Linked DNA regions of Danio rerio: region 2 is linked to region 1. Evidence: chromatin contacts called from public HiChIP or PLAC-seq data. All regions are on one chromosome and are shown on one strand. The core of a region is the stretch at or near the end of the contact, and the rest is flanking DNA. Distances in the headings are between cores, read along the strand shown. Region 1 holds the start of romo1 (reactive oxygen species modulator 1). Region 2 holds the start of mtss1 (MTSS I-BAR domain containing 1).

Evidence for each region. HiChIP or PLAC-seq counts read pairs in DNA pulled down with a chosen protein or histone mark.
Region 2: an H3K4me3 HiChIP or PLAC-seq map of gastrula embryo shows a contact between it and region 1, with 5 times the contacts expected there. The contact joins the promoter of mtss1 here to the promoter of romo1 in region 1. A contact is called at or near these places in 4 of 18 Hi-C or Micro-C datasets (caudal fin, embryo and hematopoietic stem cells) and 2 of 4 datasets of contacts at active chromatin or transcription factors (embryo and gastrula embryo).

Annotation. Positions count from the first base shown.
Region 1 is chr6:53,047,304-53,053,029 of GRCz12tu, reverse strand. romo1 (reactive oxygen species modulator 1) reads left to right here and starts at 3,668. Exons shown (of 3, transcript NM_200797.4): 1 at 3,668-3,825; 2 at 4,613-4,746. The coding sequence starts at 4,613. It overlaps ergic3 (ERGIC and golgi 3), which reads right to left. Exons shown (of 13, transcript NM_201015.1): 10 at 1,664-1,728.
Region 2 is chr6:53,326,426-53,332,151 of GRCz12tu, reverse strand. mtss1 (MTSS I-BAR domain containing 1) reads left to right here and starts at 2,158. Exons shown (of 15, transcript NM_001123252.1): 1 at 2,158-2,229. The coding sequence starts at 2,158.

The DNA.
Region 1 (5,726 bases), core at 2,419-4,918:
CATTGACCTGCCGTAATTTGATGCCATTTTAATTCTCTCAATTCTTAATAATGATTAAAACTTTATAGTTACTTAATAGTAAATATATACACCCAACATCTTTAAGAATAGAACAATAATATACATTTCAAGAGTTCGCACTGAGCTGATGATTGATAATAAAGCTTGTTTGGCATGCTGTCCCAGGAGAGAGCCCTGAGCTTGAGATCCTCGAGCCCTGGGCTCCCTCCCGTTTGCAGGGCGAGAGGGAAGTTTGAGCTCAGGTAGATCTTGATGATTCCCCCCGGCTTATTTGTAGCTAAGTGAAGGATATGGATGACTGAGGAGAGGTGTACTCGCTGAGAGCTTGATTATGGTATACATTTTGTGTGCTCAATTTACTTAGGGTGCATGTTATTTGGACTGTGGGAGGAAACCGGACAATCCAGGGAAAGCCCACGCAAGCACGGGGCGAACAAGCGAAACTCTGCACAGAAATGTCACCTGGTTTAGTAGGAACTTAAACCAGACGCATTCCTGCTGTGGGGCAACAGTGCTAATGACTGGGCCACCATGTCGCTTGTTTGAAAAGAAGAGAAAGTAGGCTTGTGTTGGGGGATAGTTCTTCAAGACGAAGATATTGAGATAAGAAAACTCTGGTTCTTTATAGTGAGTTAAGAATCATCTGATTGGATTATCAATCATTAGCTGATGCTGAAACAGCCGAGAACAATCATAAGCACTTAATCCTCTCGAAATTTGTTTATAAATAAACTTTACTTAAATTCAAATAAATTACTTTAAACAAAACAAACTACAACATTTCAACTACATTTTATAGCTTATGTGGATTTTTTTTTTTCCTGTATATAGAAATTTTATTTAATATTTACCCCAACATATTCATTTAGGTGTAATAATTTTTGGACTGAGATCTTCAGTTTATTTTTTGTTAGATTATTTCCAAATTTTGCATTGGTACTGAATAATCTAACGTACAGTTAAGGTCAGAACTATTAGCTCCCATTTGATAATTATTATTTTTTTTAAAAAATATTTCCCAAATTATGTTTAACAGAGCAAGGACATTTTCACAGTATGTCTGATAATATTTTTTTCTTCTGGAGAAAGTCTCAGTTAGAATAATAAAAAAAAGTCTCGGCTAGAATTAATATTTATCTCTGGAGAAAATAAATCAAGATTTTACTTCTGGAATTATTCTGCTATATTACTATATTTCTATTAAGCTTTACCGTGTTTATGAGCAAATATATTGTCAGATGTTAAAAATATAATTTTCTATGAAAAAAATGAATGAAGATTTTACTTTAATGTAAAACTTCTATAATAGCTTAATAATATTCATTCATTCATTTTCTTTTAGCTTAGTCCCTTTATTAATCAGGGGTCGCCACAGCAGAATGAACCGCTAACTTATACAGCATATGTTTTATGCAGTGGATGCCCTTCCACTGGGAAACATCCGTACACTCATTCACACACAAACACTACAGACAGTTTATCTTACCCAATTCACCTATAGCGCATGTCTTTGGACTTGTGGGGGAAACCGGAGCTAGCTTAATAATATATTATATTTATTAATAATTTAACCTGAATTTTATCAATATAAATATTATTGTTTTGTTTTTGTAAAGATACTATTATTTATAGTGTCTCTTACCTCTCCATCTCCTTTAACATATATCGTTGGCACAATTTTCACAAAATACTGGTACATCATTGAGGCTGTAAAGGCCAGAAGAGAGTACAGGTCAATCAGACATACAGGACGTCAACATTTGGTGAAATTACAGTTTTGAAGTCCTCTTGCACTAATAATAAACACATTTGAAATCTAACCTTTCATTTTGGCAAGGCAAGTTTATTTATAAAGCACATCTCATACACAATAGTAATTCAAAGTTCTTTACATAAACAATAATAAAAGACACAAGAAAATAATAAAAATGATTAAAACAGATTAAAATGTGTAAAATCAGGTTTTTTAAGAAATATAAAAGTAAAAAGAGACATAATAGTGCAATCTGTGGGACGTAGCACAGTGCTCATTCAGTAAAGGCATAGCGAAATAGATGCGTTAAAGTAATAAACAGGCCCGTAGCCATCCTGGTGAAAGGGTGGATCTTTTTTTCTCAAAAACTGGACCTTCAGTTATTCGCCTCATTTTCTAGGTTTAAATACTGCATTTAATGACATTTTAAGCACTTTTTGTTTAGATAGCTTGTTGGATGGTCATCAGAACCAAACTTTTTGAGGTACCAAAACATTTCCCTTAAAGATAAAAAAAAAACATACTTAAAAATGGGTTCTCAACCTTTTTCTCTTCGATGCCCACTTTTATCTCTGATTTTCTCCTGTTTTGAAGGCCCAAAACTGAGTGTCTAGAGAAAATGCTTGTTTTAAAACTTTATTTATTAGCAAAACATTTATTTTGCCTCCTATTATTATATTATTATTAGAATAATAGGAGGCAAAATAAATGTTTTGCTTATATATATATATATATATATATATATATATATATATATATATAAACAGAAACATTGTACATATATATTATTATATTTTATATATATTTTTATATATTTTTTTAAATGTACAGACAGGTTCAAAACTTCTGAATTCTTTACTTCAGTTATTCTTTACAAGTTATTCAGTTGACACGCAGCAATTGAAAATTTAGGCCACAGTTATGTCTGTAATTAACAGTGAGGGTGTTTTTGCACAGAGTCCGAATTAGCCTGTTTAATCACAGAAAATGGGAAATGCCATTACTACTATTACTTTAATATGGCATATTTAATAATAAAATCAAATAATTATAGTATAATATTTAAGCTCATTTTAATCTCGCAGCCCACCTGCAGGATCACTGAGGCCCCCTAGTGGGCCGCAGCCCACTGGTTAAGAATCGCTTCATGATTTATCAGCATTTGTTTTTTTTTTTTTTAATAAAAACTTAAGCTTATGTTCATTTATTTTTTAAAAAAATAACCTGGCCAGCACATTTAACGTTCCTTAGTTAGAATTTGGCCATTTCAATAAAAATAAATAAATAAATAAATAAATAAATAAATAATTCAGAGCTTCACAATTTTTCTAGATTTTTCTCGTTAAAAATAAAAAATTGAAAATTCATGGATAACAATGACCTGATTAGTATTACAATTAACTTTAATATGAGCTGCCTTTAGTGCTTCACACCTTTTTATTGATCAATTTTTGTTTTATGAATAAGGTTCACGATTTAGAATAAAAGTTTCCTGTAAAATGTTTTCTCTATTTAACAGCACAGATGTTAGACTCATGAAAAATAATTGTTTGCACTGGCCAAAACTGATTAGCTGAAGTCATGACAGCCAACAGAGGATTCCACTTGTTAGATGGGTTATTTTCACAATTTATGATGGAACAGCAGTCAAAATAGGACAAATGAGCTTATGTATAGGACAAATGCTGGACCTTTAACAGTGGAGGGCTGAGTCTTTCGAACATTCATGTTCATTAATAAGTAATTAACCCAGAAACAACGCAGTATATCCACCTTTATCTTTGTATTTGTTTTTACCAAAACAAAATAAAGTTGGTTAGAAACCGCTGTCAGTTCCTTTATTCACCAACAGGGGGTGTCTAGTGATAAACAGGTGACTGGCTCTGGCACTAGAGGGCGCTGCAGCGCTTCATAAGCTTGAATTCTCCGCTTGTACTTTGGCACTTCCTCTCAAGTAATGGCGTCCGTGTGAAACAGTCCTATCGCAAACATTGAGCTAGGTTGTCACAAAAACTAACCAACAGGGCCACTAAAATAGCGATTTGAACAAGGTAAGAAGACTTTCTTCAAATATATTTTTCGATAACTGCTCGCGGTGTCCATAACCGAGAGCGGTTGAGCTTGTTTAAGGCCGGAGACCTTGATGACATTTAACGAAATAATCCAGTTCACGTGCGTTAAATTTGTCTTGTAGGTTTTAGTTTTACTTTAACGGCAATATACCGTAACTTACAGCTATATCAGCTCCTCTTAGCTTGTCAAAATTACCTTGTTTTATATAACGCGCAGGTGCCAGACTTATCATTAAAGTAGTGCGCTACTTATCTAGACAACAGCATTATGTGCACTATGTAGAGGTCATTTTATGTCAACTGATTCAAAACGTGCACGTTAACAATACTGAATTTATATCTACATTAAAGTAATAGTCCACCAAAAAAAATCTAACTGTCATCATTTATTTATACTTGTTTGTTCTGTTAAATACAAAAGAAGATATTTTGAAGAATGTTGAGGATCTGTAACCATTGCTTTCCACAGTGTTTTTTTTTTTTTTTTTTTTTTTACAATGGAAGTCAGTGGTTACGGGTTTTCATCTTTCTTCAAAATATCTTTTGTGTTAAACCGAAGAAACAATTTTTTTTTTGTTTGGAACCACTTTAGGGTAAATAATGAGAATGTATTGATTTTACATCCTTAAATACAAACACACATAATATAATTAGTATTATTCATTATATTTATCATTAAACGCATACAAACATACACCGAATGCAAGAAATGCCCAAAAGTAACCAACTACAAGTAAAGCTACATTGTGTCTTGTCCTCCTTCCAGATGCCGGTGAGTGTAGGATCGTACGGACAGCAGGCTCAGCCCAGCTGCTTTGACAGAGTCAAGATGGGCTTCATGATGGGCTTTGCTGTAGGAATGGCTGCAGGTGCCATGTTTGGGACTTTCTCCTGTCTCAGGTATAAACTTAAAAGGAACAGTTCACCTGGTAATTTAAATCTAATGTTAAAATAATGAGGCGATACACTTAATGGCTTTTCTTCTCTCTTTCTGTAGAATAATAATCAAAACATCATGTGTCTTTTATATAATGCAAGTTGTGCTCATGGCTGTCATGAAAATACTCAGGGTTGCCAGGTCCAAGAACAATGTTAAGCTCGAAACATGCCCAAAAATGAATAGTAGTCCATTTTTTGTTTTAATTTAATAGTTTGTTTTAAATTCTTTTTGACAAGTTTTTTTTCTATAGTTATGACAAAAGTTGTAATATGTTTACTATAGATATGACAAAAGAGTATGCAACAGTTTTAGTTAAGCCTATCTTGTTTACGGATGGGGTTGAAGGGTGTTGAGTGCACTCTCTCGTTAACATGCTTAAATACTTGTGCTACATGACAATATAAAAGCTTTTTTAGTCCTTGTGTATGACATTTAAGGTTTGGGACTCTGCTGAAGTCTGTTCTTAAATGAAAGCATCAGAGTTGACATCATTTGCTACGATTTTTAATCATGTGCGACTCGCATAGACAGGTGAAAATCCAAACTACCTGCTTACACTGCAAACAAGAGGACACAGATTGGATTCATATTGGATAAATTTCCACATATGAATAAGGCCTGAATATGATTTGAGTAAATTGGAATCCATGTAATTTTTTTTCTGCTTACACAGGGCATATCTTATCTGTGCCACATGGGGAAAAAAAAATTGGAATTGAGTCACTTGAAACATGCAGTGTAAATGCGGCCTTATATATTTGATACAAATCCTTGTAGATACAGAATATGTTTGAAGGTACTGACCATCTGCACAAGAAAAATACTACTTCTGAAGTACCTTTCTCAGATGTAGGAGTAACTAATGTTCTGTTCATTTATTTATTTATTTTTTACTCGCTCACTAGCAGCAGTCTTAGGGTTGCCAGATATGTATTCTGGG
Region 2 (5,726 bases), core at 909-3,408, 280 kb before region 1:
ATTAATATTTTTAAACTGTATATTAAAATGATGTAATATTAACTGACATTAATTCTAAAAAAATAAGATCTTGGCCAGTTATTTAAAATGAGTTTAATTTAATAAGAACAACATTCAACATTTTATATGCATATAACTCAACACAAAAAATGTACATTTACATATTGGGGCAATAGGGCAATGCTGCAAGCATTACCTATATTACTCCAGCTTTATTCATGATATTAAAATACAGATATATTTTTTTCTTATCAGTTTTCAGTTAACATGCCTATAGCCAGCTTATAAAAATGGATGGTTCTTTTTTCTCAAAAAAAAGGGCCTTATCGCAATCGTTTGCCTCATTTTCTATTAAATTATGAGGATCAAACACTGCATGTCAGTGTCATTTTAAACACTATTTTTAGCTTGTCGGATGGTTATCATTACACTTTTGATGCAACAAAAATGTTTCCTACACTTTTGTCAAAGTGCTTACTATACTATTTTATGTTTACAAAAATTTGTTATTATTTACAAATGTACATTATGCTATTGCAGTTTTATAAATAATGTAATGAGAAAATAATTTTAATTAAAATTTTTTAATAAAATATACTTCACTTTTTAAATGGTAATGCATTATCATCCATCATTTATAAAAAAGGAATTAGGAATCTGTTAAAACTGTTATAAATTAAAAACTGTAGACTATAGGCAAATAACAAACTAGCCAGCTCATTTCCTCAGTTAGAATATGTCCATTTTAATAATAATTAATATTTAAACTAGTCTCAAAGCCTTCTTTTATTAGTTATTTTCACAATATGTGATGGAATCTTCCGTTATTTTTTATCTACAACCCCAAAATATTTTAGACATGTTGGTTTAAAAAGCATTTATGATAATATTAATATAACTCATATCTAATGCAGCAGGGATATATATATATATATATATATATATATATATATATATATATATATATATATATATATATATATATATATATATATATATATATATATATATAATAAAGTAAAAAAAAAAAAATATATATATATATATATATATATATATAATAGAGTAAAAAAAAAAAAAAAAAAAAAAAAATATATATATATATATATATATATATATATATATATATATATATATATATATATATATATATATATATATATATATATATATATATATATATATACACACACAATACAGTAAAAGGGTGACCAGTAGCATCTCCTATATATATATAGGAGATGCTACTGGTCACCCTTTTACTCTATTGATGTGTCAAAATAATGCTATAAATAATTATTATGAGGAATGTGTTATAAGAACTGGAAATCAAATAAAATCTAAAAACGACAAGCAAAAACCTTTGAAAACATCTTATCTAAATCAGGTCTCAATACATATCTGTGAATGGCAAAAGTAGCATAGACGGAAAGGCACGAAGATTTCCGAAGTGTTGATGCTCCGCCCCTTTTTGAGTTCGTCCGCGAGCCGATCCACACAAACGAGCGCGAGGGAGAGAGAGCCAGCGGTGAATAATGTTTACCACTCACTCACTCTGTGGAATCTATCAGGAGTCGAAAGTTTAGTCAGTTTTGGCCGCATTCATTTCACCAGAAAGCCTCGTTTAAACTGCAACCGTTTAAAATCATCACAACTAAGGATTTATCAGCGGCTGGATCGACTGAATGAAACCATGAGGAATAAAAAATACGGCGGTTGTTGCGACCTAAACTAACGTGACTATCGATCTAGCAGAGCCAAGCTTTTGAAAACGCCGAGCCAGGTACTTCGACTTTTCAACGGTCGCATTTTTCTGCGGGTTTACCTGCGCTTACGTGGCACTTTTTTGACCTGGAGACTTATTATTAAAAATCACGTTTTTAGTTATTTTTATCCTCTTTTATCGTGGCGATGCGAGGTATTTTCAGAGGTTTAGTAAGTTGCGTGGCCGGGACTAGTTTGCTTGCGCCGGGCAGCCAATCAGCGGAATAACACTCACTGTTTTTGCATTAATTTATCACATTTTGCCTTATTCACACGATAACCTTCAAAAACAGATTTCCACCGCGCCCTTCAGATATTGACAGCGGTTTTCGAGGTGAGCTTTCGCAGGCAGGAGAAGTGTCAGCGCTGCGCGTGTGCTTTTGGGCTGGTAAAATGGATGCGGGAATGGAGAAGGAGTGCAGCGCTTTGGGAGGGCTCTTCCAAATCATCATGAACGACATGAAGGTGAGTCCCTCTCAAATTAAAACAACACACCCGATGCTTTGATTTTCCCCCCATCATCATGGGTGGGTTTGGAGTGTGCCTGCACAAGGGCCCAGAATAAGTTATTTTCCAGCTGTTTTGGAGGGTTGGCAACAGTTCTGTGGTTGGTTGGCCGGCTGCTGATAGATGTGAATCCAGCCGCCTCTTCAAATCACTATTTACATCTGTGTTACAGAACATCTCAGATGTAGTAGTGTTTGTCATAGTCTATATGTTTATGAAGCATGCAATACGGTTAAAAGATGAGGTTGTCGCAGCTTTTATTTTTAATGCTAAATGGGATTACTGTCACATTACGTTAAATAAAGTACAATGGTTTAACATGTCATTGACATGCACCATGGTTATCTTGAAAGAGATAACTTGCAGAAATTTGGACTATGGTGTCATGTTTTGTTTTCGTGTACCATGCAGATCCATTGATTTCCTTTGGCATGTCTCATTATTTCAATATCTGTATGACACAATGTTCTATTATCATAGAACCTTTATTAAAAACACAATTACCACAATGACAATACCCTGTTGCTGTAATGTCATCAGTACCATAGCAATACCATCATGTTTAAGTAGTACATCTAGGTATGTTATTTAGGAAAAAAGACTATTTTGTGGCTAAAAGAATATATAAATATGGCCAAGTATGTCTAAATATGTATATTGAGTATTTATAAATGAATATAGTATTCATTCAATACCATATACATAGAAATAAAGGTACAAAAGCTGTTAATAGAACGGTACACTTTTGTATTTAAAGAGTATACAGTTGAAGTCAGAGTTATTTGCCCCCCCTGTTTATTTTTTCCCCAAATTTTTGTTTTTTTCAAGACATTTCTAAACATAATTAATAACTCATTTCTAATAACTGATTAATTTTATTTTTGTCATGATGTCATTAAATAATATTTTACTAGATATTTTTCAAGACACTTCTATACAGCTTAAAGTGACATTTAAGGGCTTAACTAGGTTATTTAGGTTAAATAGGCAGGATAGGGTAATTAGGCAAGTTATTGTTTAATGGTTTGTTCTGTGAAGACAATTAAAAATATATAGATTAAAAGTGGCTAATAAGGTTGACCTTAAAATTGTAAAAAAAAAAAATTAAAAACTGCTTTTATTCCAGCCAAAGTAAAACAAATAAGACGTTTTCCAGAAGAAAAAATATTATCAGACATACTGTGAAAATTTCCTTGCTCTGTTAAACATAATTTAGGAAATATAAAAAAAAATCAAAAGCAGTTTAATAATTCTGATTTCAACTGTATATTAATACCGAGACGATCCATATTCACTTAAAGTTCTATATTAGTACCTAAAGGGTCTATATTGCACCTTAAGGTACTTATGTTGTACATAAAAGTACAAAAATGTACCTGTTGAAAGAGGACCACCTCAGTGACTGTTTCTGAGTGTGGCATATATCAGTCTATTACCTGCCCTTGTTGACAATATCAATCAGTCTGTAAAATGTGGCAGCTGAGCTTGTCATTTGTCAGAAGTTCTTGTTAACAGTCTTGTCCTGTGTTGGAGACCCTGTAATTGGTGTAGCTTCAGTGACCGTTTCAACTTCAATGGGATGTTTCCATTTTAAATGGTCTGTCTGTGTATGAGGAACTTTGCTGTCATGTTTGGACTACATTTCTTATGTGTTTTTGGTTTTTACAGATACCAGTTGTTCATTGTAATAACTCTGACTTATTGTTGGCTTATTTGAATTTGTTGAAATGATGTGCGTGCTTGCGCGTGTGTGTGTGTGTCCACAGGTGAGCAGGAAGTTTTTAACATGTGTCATATGCTGTTGTAAGCGTTGCTCAGTATGTGACTCAGGTTTTATTCATCGTATTAAAATATAGAGGGATTAAAGCTCAATTTACTATGGTACAGTCAGAATGCAAGCATATAAGTTGAATATTTTTATGTGTGTTGTTTTTTGTATGCACAGCTTCCAAAAATGCTTACGTAACAAAAAATATTTTGCCTTTTTTGCATGTTATGTGTTTAAAGGCATCTTTCGTCTACAAATTGAAAGTCAAATAACCACATTGTGAGAGTCAAAAAACACATTGGCAATGATCTTTATTATTTCTGCTTAAAATAAGAATCATTTTTCACGATTCTGTAGATGTAAAATAAAGGTTAAAATGAGTAGCCTGTTGTTATTACAATTGCTAAAACATACGGTCAAACAACAACAATAATATCAGGCCTATGTGTAGGTCTACTGTTGGTTAAAATCCTAAAGCTTGTATAGACTTGGAACGGTGGACTTGATTAGACTTTAAATTTGTCCTGGTCATTAATGCACTGTAAAGTGATTACATCAGAATACAACTATTCATAATTCTGATGTTGAATTATTATGTTTGAGACATGTGCTTGGAATCTGTCATTGACAACATTATTTGACCATTTATTCACTGGTAAAATGAAACATTTGTCATTATCAGATTCCCGCTTGCATTATATTCAACGTTGTATAGGCTAGAGTAGTTATACTGGCTCTGTTAAACATTTTTTCTCATGCACAACACTTTGTGTTCTCTCTAAAAGAAAAAACATATCAATGAATACAACAACTAAACAACAAACAACTAAAGTAAACCTCATTCGTGGGCAGGTGCGCGCGTCCTCTCCGTAGTAAACATTGTGTCAGCACATGAAGATAGAAATGACATTTTTGGCTGAATTATATATTGTATATACAATATGCTGACTCTTTCATTGCCATTTGAAGGGGTCCACGTTGCTGAGCAATATATATAAAACAACATGAAGACTTGTGAAACCATAAATGCAATATTGTGTTATTTTGCGATATGAATACAATTTTAACAGATGACTTGAATATCTCTATTTGCAAGAACTGATCACTTTAGATTGACTAGGAAGAGTCTGTATGTAAACACATCTGCATAAAATGTAATAAACACTATAAATACAGTAAAGAAATGGATACATTTGAAATAAATAGTGTTTTGCCATTTGAAATCGAACAGTATTCAGGTATAGTAATTGAATAATAAAAATAATACATTCAAATGAATCATTATTAAAATTACAAGCAGTACAGTTTCTAATGCCTGAATGTTTTTAAAATCATTATACAGTCACAGGCCTCAAAAACATATGCAAATGATGAATTATAATAAAAAATTAACATTGTATATTCTGTGACGTGACTATTGCGAATGATCAGTGTGCGATATCGATGCTGAAACAATGTATTGTGCAGCTTCACTTAACAATAGCATTGGCTGAACGGTAGCGATATTGGATTAAGATTGTGGTGGTCGATTTGAGATCACCATCTTTTTTCGATTAGTTGCGCAGCCCTACATGGAGGTTTGTAGAAGTAGTATAGTTGTGATGCAACAATTTGCCTTTCAGATTTTTTTGCATTGCTGTGGCTGTGTGGAATAAAAATACACAAAAATACTATTATAAATAATATT